Regions from separate parts of the Mus musculus genome. Here all the other regions are linked to region 2. The links are chromatin contacts, called in public HiChIP or PLAC-seq and Micro-C maps. All regions are on one chromosome and are shown on one strand. The core of a region is the stretch at or near the end of the contact, and the rest is flanking DNA. Distances in the headings are between cores, read along the strand shown.

What was found. Hi-C and Micro-C count contacts between places; a contact is called where the count stands out from the background. HiChIP or PLAC-seq counts read pairs in DNA pulled down with a chosen protein or histone mark.
Region 1: a contact with region 2 is called in an H3K4me3 HiChIP or PLAC-seq map of bone marrow-derived macrophages, with 2.4 times the contacts expected there. The contact joins the enhancer-like site here to the promoter of Susd1 in region 2. A contact is called at or near these places in 4 of 39 promoter capture datasets (embryonic stem cells, liver and pre-B cells), 5 of 484 Hi-C or Micro-C datasets (B cells, embryonic stem cells and granulocyte-monocyte progenitors), 9 of 115 datasets of contacts at active chromatin or transcription factors (the 230-238 cell line, the HPC-7 cell line, the SCID.adh cell line and 4 more) and 2 of 9 other capture datasets (adipose tissue and liver).
Region 3: a contact with region 2 is called in a Micro-C map of the G1E-ER4 cell line. The contact joins the enhancer-like site here to the promoter of Susd1 in region 2. A contact is called at or near these places in 2 of 484 Hi-C or Micro-C datasets (CD4 T cells and the G1E-ER4 cell line), 4 of 115 datasets of contacts at active chromatin or transcription factors (the 230-238 cell line, CD8 T cells, the HPC-7 cell line and 1 more) and 1 of 9 other capture datasets (adipose tissue).

The regions. Positions count from the first base shown.
Region 1 is chr4:59,595,159-59,598,345 of GRCm38.p6, reverse strand. It overlaps Hsdl2 (hydroxysteroid dehydrogenase like 2), which reads right to left. Exons shown (of 11, transcript NM_024255.3): 5 at 1,380-1,483; 6 at 991-1,089. Among named protein-coding and RNA genes, the nearest start is that of Hsdl2, 15 kb to the right of the region's middle. Within about 2 kb of position 1,580, at least 18 of the 459 cell types and tissues checked have an H3K27ac peak or open chromatin away from gene starts, as enhancers often do. A contact at or near this core is called in B cells and bone marrow-derived macrophages, where this site is marked.
Region 2 is chr4:59,437,220-59,440,206 of GRCm38.p6, reverse strand. Susd1 (sushi domain containing 1) reads left to right here and starts at 1,574. Exons shown (of 17, transcript NM_001163288.2): 1 at 1,574-2,001. The coding sequence starts at 1,884.
Region 3 is chr4:59,263,922-59,266,964 of GRCm38.p6, reverse strand. The region is part of intron 3 of Gm12596 (predicted gene 12596); the gene reads right to left. Among named protein-coding and RNA genes, the nearest start is that of Gm12596, 5.4 kb to the right of the region's middle. Within about 2 kb of position 1,569, at least 77 of the 459 cell types and tissues checked have an H3K27ac peak or open chromatin away from gene starts, as enhancers often do. A contact at or near this core is called in the 230-238 cell line, CD8 T cells, the G1E-ER4 cell line and 2 more, where this site is marked.

The sequences.
Region 1 (3,187 bases), core at 331-2,830, 160 kb before region 2:
TCTAGGTTCTCCCTTCACTGAGCAGAGTCCCCTGTCCGGCTTCCATTTCCTCATTGATATCAGCACATCTTTTACTACTCTTTCTTACTTCCGATACACTGTACTTCTCCCTGTTCTTGGATCCCTACACCAGGCATTTCCATCCACAGGATCTTTGCACAGGCTGCAACTGTGAGCACTTTTCTCTCAGTAGCAAGGCTAACTCCAATCACATCCAACTCTATGCTCAAAAGCCACATTCTCAAAAAGGTGAAACCTTTCTACCCTGTTAGAAGTTAAAACCCGGCTGGGTGTGGTGGTGCACCCTTTTAATCCTAGCACTCAGAGACAGAGGCAGGTGGATCTCTGCGACTTTGAAGCCAGCCTGATCTACAAGGTGTGTTCTACAAAAGCCAGAGCTATATAGTAAAGAGATTCTGTCTTAAAAAGTAATAAACAAACAAATACTTGTTAAAAGCATCTCTCTCCAGTGTTAGAGACATGCTATTTCCCTGATTTTGCTTTGTTTTTACAAGCACTGCTACCTTCTGGCGTACTAACTTGAACCCCTGTGCTCAAGTGATCCTTCTGCCTCAGCCTCCAGTGTAGCTGGGACTACAGGCATGTTCACATACCCACCTACAACTACCACTTCTTTAATAAGCCTTTTGCTCTAAAAATCTATCAGGACTTGCTGAAAACACTTCTGTTGGCTCTCAGGAGACTCTCCGTATATTCCAGTGTGATGCTCTCATCATGGCTGCTGCCAAAGAGTCAGCCACTAAAGTAAAAGTAAAAGTGGGGAGATGGACAGCAAGGCTGCTACACTGCACAGTAAACAGTTGGCCTTGTTTCCCTAAAGATTCAGGTGACCTGAGACACTGCACAAGAGTCAGTGATAGGGCTGGGGATCCAGCTCACGGGTAGAGCTCACCTAATATGACCACGGCGCTGGGCTTGAGCATGGCACAGAGGAGGGGTACAAATCTAATTAAATGATTAAGTACAAACCTGTTCTAGGCCATAAGGCATTGACTGCAATTTCACCTCTAAATTCTTCAGCCATCCCAAGCACACACATAGACATGCCATATTTGGCAATGGTATAAGCTAAAAGAAACCACAAAGATTTAGTTGAGAAACTAATTTTTGGGTAGAAACAACCAATTTTCTGTTTTTGTTTTTGCCCTGATGATTTTTTTTAATTCACATTACATCCTGCCCACTGCCCCCCTCCAAGTCACCCCTCCCACAATCCTTCCCCCATCCCCTTCTCCCGTGAGAGCATGGGTGTCCCCTAAGTATTCCCCACCCCCATCCCCATACATTAAGTCTCTGCAGGGCTAGGCACATCCTCTCTCACTGAGGCCAGACAAAATATCCCCTTGGCTAACACTTACCACAGTGCTGTTTGAACCACAGTGGGTTTAGGTTCAGGGGTGGGCTGAGATTGAGAATATGACCTACTTTGCTCTTTTTTAAAAAAGGAATACATGCTTTGGATCTGAAAATGAAAGAAACGCAAGTCAACTCAATAGCTTCTGCTTTAAAGGACTTCTACAGAGTAACTAAACTTGCTCAGTGATGTGCTGGCATAACTTATGTGTGGAGTACTTTTGTTTTCAGAACGAAGATAATAAAAGGAACTGAAATCATGCTTTGAAATCATGCTTCATGTCTGCTTGATGGAAAAAACAACAATCCTCTTCTATATTAGCTTTCAGTTCAACTGAGGATATCTTCAATCATTACTGTCCCAAATTCTCCCACTCCAACACACACTCAATTTCCAGAAGCAGTTAATATACTAGTGAGGCAGTCATAGGTTCAAGTCCTGCTTCTGCCCCTTTGTATGTCACAGCCTTCTAGTTCTCAGAATTGTTACTATGAAATGGGTAATACCCAGTGCCCTCTAGGACTGATCCAAGGATTTAAATGAGATGCTTCAGATAGTGCATATGCTGGACATGAAGTAGAAAGTTGCTATGGGTACCACTGCATGTGCTAGTTATTTTACCACTACAAAGTGCGACGTATCTTTGAAAGCAATATATAATTTAGAGGTTTGATGTTGATTACTGGAGGTTTTTTGTTTTGCTTTTTGAGACAATAGTCTTACTACATAGGTCAAATTGGCCTAGACTTTACCATGTAGTTCAGGTAGCCTTGAATGTGGAACATTCTTACTGTACCTGTCTCCTGGGTATTAAGATTATACATATCTGCCCCCATGACAGCTATTTTTCATACTTATTTATTTATAGCTTATTTTTATTTATTAATTTTGGTTTTTAGAGACAGGGTTTCTTTGTGTTTCCCTGGTTTTTATGGAACTCACTCTGTAGGCCAGGCTGACCTCGAACTCACAGATATCCACCTGCCTCTGCCTCTTGAATATTGGGATTTAAAGGTGTGTGTCACCACTGCCTGAATCTAATTTTTTAAATAAATATATATATATATATATATATATATATATATATATATATATTACATATGTGAGAACACTGTCCTTGTCTTCAGACACACTAGAAGAGAGCATTGGATCCCATTACAGATGGTTGTGAGCCACCATGTGGTTGCTGGGACTTGAACTCAGAACCTCTGGAAGAGCAGCTAGTGCTCTTAACCTTTGAGCCATCTCTCCAGCCCCTATTATTATTATTATTATTTCAAAATATAAAACTCTTATCAATTTCAACACTTTTCCTTCCTTTTGGTTTTTTGAGACAGGTTTTTTTCTGTCTCAAAAACAACATGGCTGTTTTGCAACTAACTCTGTAGACCAGGCTGCTCTGAACTCAGAGATCAGCCTACCTCTGCCTTCTAAGTACTGGGATTAAAGGCGAGCACCTCCCTGTCTGACCTCTTCAGCATACGTTTTTTTTTTTTTTTTTGAACATTTATATATAAACAAAATTTTTTCAGCGTACTTTTAACTTTACACATCAAATACAATCAATATCACCACAGAGTTAAGTTGTCTTTCTCTCCCAAAGTAATTTGAGGACAAGCAAACGATATTATAGCTGATTTTCATTATTTACCTCAACCAATCAACAGGAAAAACAGAGTCGATTCCGGCAATAAAACCAAACTTTGTCCACAGAGAAGGAGGAAGGAGCTCCTCTCCGTGAGATCTCAGGCACCAGCTTTCCCGGGGTCTCCTGGACAAGCCCCTGCCAGCAGCGCTCTGCGAGCGAGGAGG
Region 2 (2,987 bases), core at 325-2,824:
TGGTGGTTAAAGTCCAGAGGAACAAGCCTCCAGCCTGAATGCCTAGTCATGTCTCTGGCTTGTAAAGCATGAAGCAATAGGCCCCTAGTTATCACCGTCCCTTAGTCCAGCCCACAGGCTCTCTAGACCTATGACCTAGAGGGCACCAAAGCCAGAAAAGCCTCTCTGCTTGTCTCAGAGTTTTTTGTTTGTTATTTTGAGACAGGCTCTCCCTACGTAGTTCTGGCTATCCTGGAACTTGTAGTGTAGATCAAGGTGCTTGGAACTCACATCCTTCTGCTTCTGCCTCCTGACTGCTGGGCTTAAAGGCATGCACTGCCATTGTGGTCTCAGGATTTCTTTCTATTCAGGTAAAGGACCCCAGACAGACAGACAGACAGACAGCTCTGATTGATAATATTGTCATCGGGGTTATTTAAGTTAACGTATACTCTTATAAAGCCACAAACAAACCTAGTCAGTAGGACATTCATAAAAGTACACTTTTGAATTGAATAATCCACGGAAAGTGGGTTAGATAGCATTTACTCCCATGCATGCTGAAAGAGACACCCAGTAATTTTCCTTCCCATGTCCAAGTCTTGGATAGTTGTTTTTTCATGCATCATGTTTTTTTTTAAAGTATATATACATATTTATTTTGCAGAAGGGCATGAGAAGTAGAGATAAAGGTTGTTTTAAAAATGTCTTGAACAGTGGATTTGTGCAATGACCTGTGAGGGTTCCTGGAGACTGGTTTTGCCCAAACACCTAGAGACATGTTCACACTTTCATGGTGCTCTACTACTTCCCAAAGCAGGCTTCTTTCTTTGTTGGACAGAAATAATCTTCAAGAAAACTTGTTACAAGAGACTAGGAAGTTTATTTTAACGGTTTCTTCCTAAGGCAGCCCAAGTTCAGCCCTTATATGGGTGTATTTGCCTGCCTTAGAGGTAGGGCTAGTTCACCGGTGAGAAAGCAAATGAGGGTACCTGCTGAAGTGGGGAGTGCCCCCTGCACTTGGGCGGGCCCCACAGACAAAACTGATCTTCCTTCCTCAGCCTCCCTCAACCCCAATTCCTAACTCACGTTAACCCTCTGCTCCCCAGTCTCCCACCACAGTCCACCCAAAGCATAGATCTAAGCGACATTCACAGTTTCTCCTTGATCTAATATTGTCCTTTCTCTAATATTGCACTAATCTTAAGACGTGGTGGACTCTGTCCCTGAACACTCCATTTCTGATTCTCTCCAAAATTCAGAGGATCACCTGCCCCTTCCCGGATCCCCTCACGCCCTGATGCTGACCCTACTCTCAGAGCAGAGTTCTTTAACTCTGCCATATATTTCTCTAACCTTTTGTCCCCACCTTAAAACGGTCCCTCGGTTTCTAGAATACACGGTTGTCCTGTCTTCCATGTCTTTCTCACCACGTGTCTCTCCCCGTTCGATTCCTAACGTGCCAAGGAGGGCGTCGTCCAGCAAGTAGCTGGAACTTTTGTTTTGTCACCTGTTCCAGCATGTGCACCCCGGGTGAACTGGCCCATGACTAGTTTCCTCTCCTTTCTTTCCCTCCGCGCGGGCGGCCACCACCTCCCAACTCTCTGACCCGTCCAGTCAGAGACCCTTTCCTGTGGCTACTGCACTTCTCTGGTCTCCACAAGTCACACTTGCACTGCGATGTTTCCCCCCTAGCACAGTCCGCTTTCTCCCCGTGGCTCAGCTCGCGCGCAGCCGGTGCACCAGGCGCACCTAGATCCGGGGACCTGGGACCCTGCTCCCCGCCGGGACCGGCGCAACCCGGCGCCGGAAGCCTCTGCGCCGCCCCTTCCTCGCGCCTCTGGCCTTATCTCCTTGCACAGGGGCCTCCGGGGAGTGGCGGGCGCCGGGAGGGAGCCAGCGGCATGGGCCGGGGTCCCCGGGGCACGCGCCGCTCTCCAGGATGCGGGTTGCAGCGGCTGCTGCGGCTCGTGCTGCTGCTCAGCCTAGCCCGCGGCGTCAGCGGAGAGCCTGGCACGGAAGGTGAGTGCAGGGTACTCGGCGCGCAGGACGCTTCGCGCTCCGGATCTGGAGGCGCAGAGTCGGGGCGTGGAAGGATCATGGAGGCGGAGCGGCGAGAAGCACGCCAGACTGCCCGCCCCGGGGACTGTGGGGTGTGTAGTGGAGGCGGCCCTGCTCCAACTCGCGTCTCCCGGAGTGGGTGGGGGTGGGGTGGGGACTGGACTCGGGTGGGGGTTTGGGGGACCGGTGCGCCGCGTGGAGGATGTGGGAGGGCGAGCCGCTGGTTCTACAGCTTCCAGTCTCCCTGGCTTTTGCAGGACAAATTCCTGACCTGTAGTGGCTCTCCCACCACCACCTGTCCCTTTCCTTATTTTTCACTTCCACGAAGAACTAAATGTTAAGAATGTAAAGAAGAATAAGGAAGTTTATAGGAAGAGTTTATCCTTTAGTTCATTCATCCATTCGTTTATTTAGTCTGTTTATCCATGCATTTGTGTATCCATCCATCCATCCATCCATCCATCCATCCATCCATCCATCCATCCATCCGTAGAAAGTCCTTTAATATCTTCCCTGGGTCAGATGTAACCGTGCAATGTTGGCGTTCTAGTGGTTCATAGTCCCAAGGAGAGAGGCAGGCAAATAGTCTGTGTTTTAGACAAATTGGGACCAGTGAGCGTGGTGGGATTTACCTGACACGGAGGATTCAAACAGGAAAATGAGGCGAAGTCTGCCCACATAATAGCAGAACGTGTCAAGTGCTCTGAGAAGGTGTACTGGTCAGAGGAGAGGACAACTGTGTTTTACTGGGCAGCCATTATGCATGAGACAAGCTGAGCGGTTCCTTGGATTTCGGAAAAGGGGAGGGGTGCCCCATTCCATAGTAAGAGGTCTTTAGAAATGTGTGTAAAAAGGAATCCAATGTGTGAGATAGGTAGAAAGATTGCCTGCCGTGAGTTCCAGGCCAGTCTGAGCTACATAGTGAGTTCCAGAGTAGTTTAATCTAC
Region 3 (3,043 bases), core at 320-2,819, 170 kb after region 2:
GTTTTGTTTAGTATAGTGACTCACACTTAAAATCCCAGTACTTGGGAGGCTGAGGCAGAAGGACTGCTGTAAGCCCGAGGTGAAACTAAGCTACATAGTACATTGTAGGCCAGAATACTTGTGTTTAAGGTAAAGGAAAATCTTGCAAAGGGAAGCCCATGAAGTAGAAGACTGTCCCCAGCACTAAAGGAGGGCAGGCATGCTCAGTGCATGGTGAGTGCCTTTGGTTAAAGCTCAAAGAAACCAACCAAATCAGGGTGATGGGTAGGCATATATTTTTCTCAACCTACTTTAATAAGGGTTCGACCTTCCCTCTAGCACACCATCCACCAGAGGTAGTGGAAAAGAAAGGCTATTAGGATAAGGGGGAAGCAGTCCTGCTTAGAAATAGTTCTTTGGAGCAATTCCAATCTTCATTGTTCTCAGTCCAGTCCCCTAGCAAACACCAAACACGAATCAGCAGCTGCAGTCTGGTCCACTCAGCAGACACCTCACAATTCAGCAAGGGCGGTTCAATCCAGAAGCAACCCCAAGGTCTGCCAATCAGCCCGAGTCCTCTGAAGCAGCAAGAAGCTGGTGAATTTCTCTCTATGAAGTCACCACAAGTGAAGCTAAGCAACGCAGTGTAAGGTGAACCAATATATGCGTGTCATCTGTAAAGCGAACCAATGCTCAAGCTCCCACTGTCTGTGGGGTCATATTTATATTTCTTCTAAACATCACTCATCCTTTCCTGTGTCTGCTTCAGCAAAACATCCTTTCACCTGTGTCTGCTTCAGCAAAACATCCTTTCACCTGTGTCTGCTTCAGCAAAACATCCTTTCACCTGTGTCTGCTTCAGCAAAACATTCTTTCATGTGTCTGCTTCAGCAGGACATCCTTTCACCTGTGTCTGTTTCAGCAAAACATCATTTGATGTAACTGACTTTCCAAAAAACCCAGAAATTTCCACTTCAGTGAGGTTTTTGTATATTTGCATGCACAATAATGCCAACTAGTCAAAAAGCAAAGGAATGGTGCTTAGCCTCGGCCGAAGCAAGGGGCTGCCTTTGACATTCATGGAGTATCTTGCAAAGAGGATCTAAAAATCGCATGGTTAGTCAGAAGCCTCAAGAGATAGGAAGTTGTCATTTTCCGGCCTTCACATGGCAGAAGTGACCTGCGGCTTGAGAGTCTTGACTTCTACAGACAAAATGTGATGTCAGCTACTGTTAGAGAAAGCAAGCATTCTGACATTTCCTGAGACTGGGTTTGAATCCAGCAGTTCTGTTTTGAAATGGTTTGCTTGCTATTGTGAGTTATGTCTTTGCTCTCATTTTTAAAAAGATTCAACTACTATAGACACTAAAGGCGCAGTATGAAACTCTTGATTTCTCCCAAACCAGCCTTTTTTTAAATGGCTTTATTGTACCTTTCTGTTACAAGAGAGAGGGGGAAGGAGGTGGGGGGTGGGGAGAGAGAGAGAGAGTGTGTGTGTCAGTGTTGAGCATGCTTCACACATGATGTATCCAGGCAAACCACAGTGACCAGCCAACAGGAAACTAACAAATACGTGGTCTCCTCCCTGAGCCTTCCGAACCGTGAAACCCCCTAGTCAGATACTGAAAAGACGCAGAAGCCACAGCCTTTGAGACCACCCTTATCACCGTGACTGCCCTCTTCAACACAGCTTGTGTAGAGTCAAGCCACATCCTCTTTTCCCTCTATGCCTATCTAAAACAGGTTCTGCCATCATGGAGAGGTCAGGGGTGGGTGGGTCCTACTTTCTGAGGTAGGTGAATGCCTTCTGCATCATGTAACCCCAACCCACCAAGGAATGCTTCTGCCATCTTCTTCATTTAGGAGAGTTGCCTACCTTACTGTCTCCTGCTGTGTCCTTTCTCTGGCTTCCACTCCTTGTGAAAGACTAGGAGTCCTAGCCACTCATTCCGGATCAGGTCCTAACTATAATATTGGAAAGTGTAGCATCAAGAGCAATGAGAAAGGAGAGTAGAGAAGAATAGCTTTGAGAAAGGAACAAGGGCATGTCACTCTTCAAAAAACTTCACAGGGAAGGAGTTGCCATGGCAACCTTTTTTTCTCCCTTTTCTGGTGGGTGGAGCAACCTCTCCATCATGCCAACACCTTTAAGGACACAAACACTCTGTCTTAGACAGTGAGTACCGCGTCCCCACTGGTCACTCTGCCCGTTCACACCTTCGTTGTTAAAGTATCAGTGAGTTTCTCACCCAGACTTTACCTACTAGGCTTTGTTTGCAGAATTCAGGGGCTCCAGATCTCTTGTCCTGCCCTAACAGACCTGTAGGGCTTCCCTCGGACGCAAGTGGAGCACTCACATCTCACTCTATTCTGACCTACTCAGCTCCTCGAAACCAGATCATTGAGTTGATCTAGACGTCACTCTGCCATGAGTCAGTGAAACCCTGGGATATAGCCTTCTGCTAAGATGAAACACAAGATCACTGAATAACTCACCTTCCTATCTAACACTGATTGAGAGAGATATCACTGTGTATAGATTCTTGACTTAAGCTCTTTATAAAGATAGTTATTTTGCCCTAACAACATGGATGCAACTGTTTTTCATGATCCTCATTTTAACCTCTCTAAACTTGACGCATCTTACTATAAAAATAAGGCTTAGTGGTCAGCACGCTTTCCTGTCTCCGTGGTACATAAAGCAGTGCAGCAGTTCCCACTGATGTCACCTTAGATTAGGAGAGAGCTTGACTCAGAAACAGTCCACGTAGCACAGTGCGTTACACCTGTGAATCCCAATTTGGGAGCCAGTAACTCTGAGAGTTTCAAAAGTCTCCGTCTAAGAGTAAGCATTACTTCAGGTCTCTGCTGTCCTTTACATAAAGATTATTAATCACAGCATTGGATACACAGCTTTGAGAGGACAAATATGGATCCTTGGAGCAGTGGTGCCTTGTTCAGAAGTCCTAGTCCTCTCATCTTACCTGCTCAGTATGGGATGAAGGACTCTTCCCCTCGGCAGGCCTGTAGGACATCTGGCCTAGGAAGAAGTTCTTTGGGGATA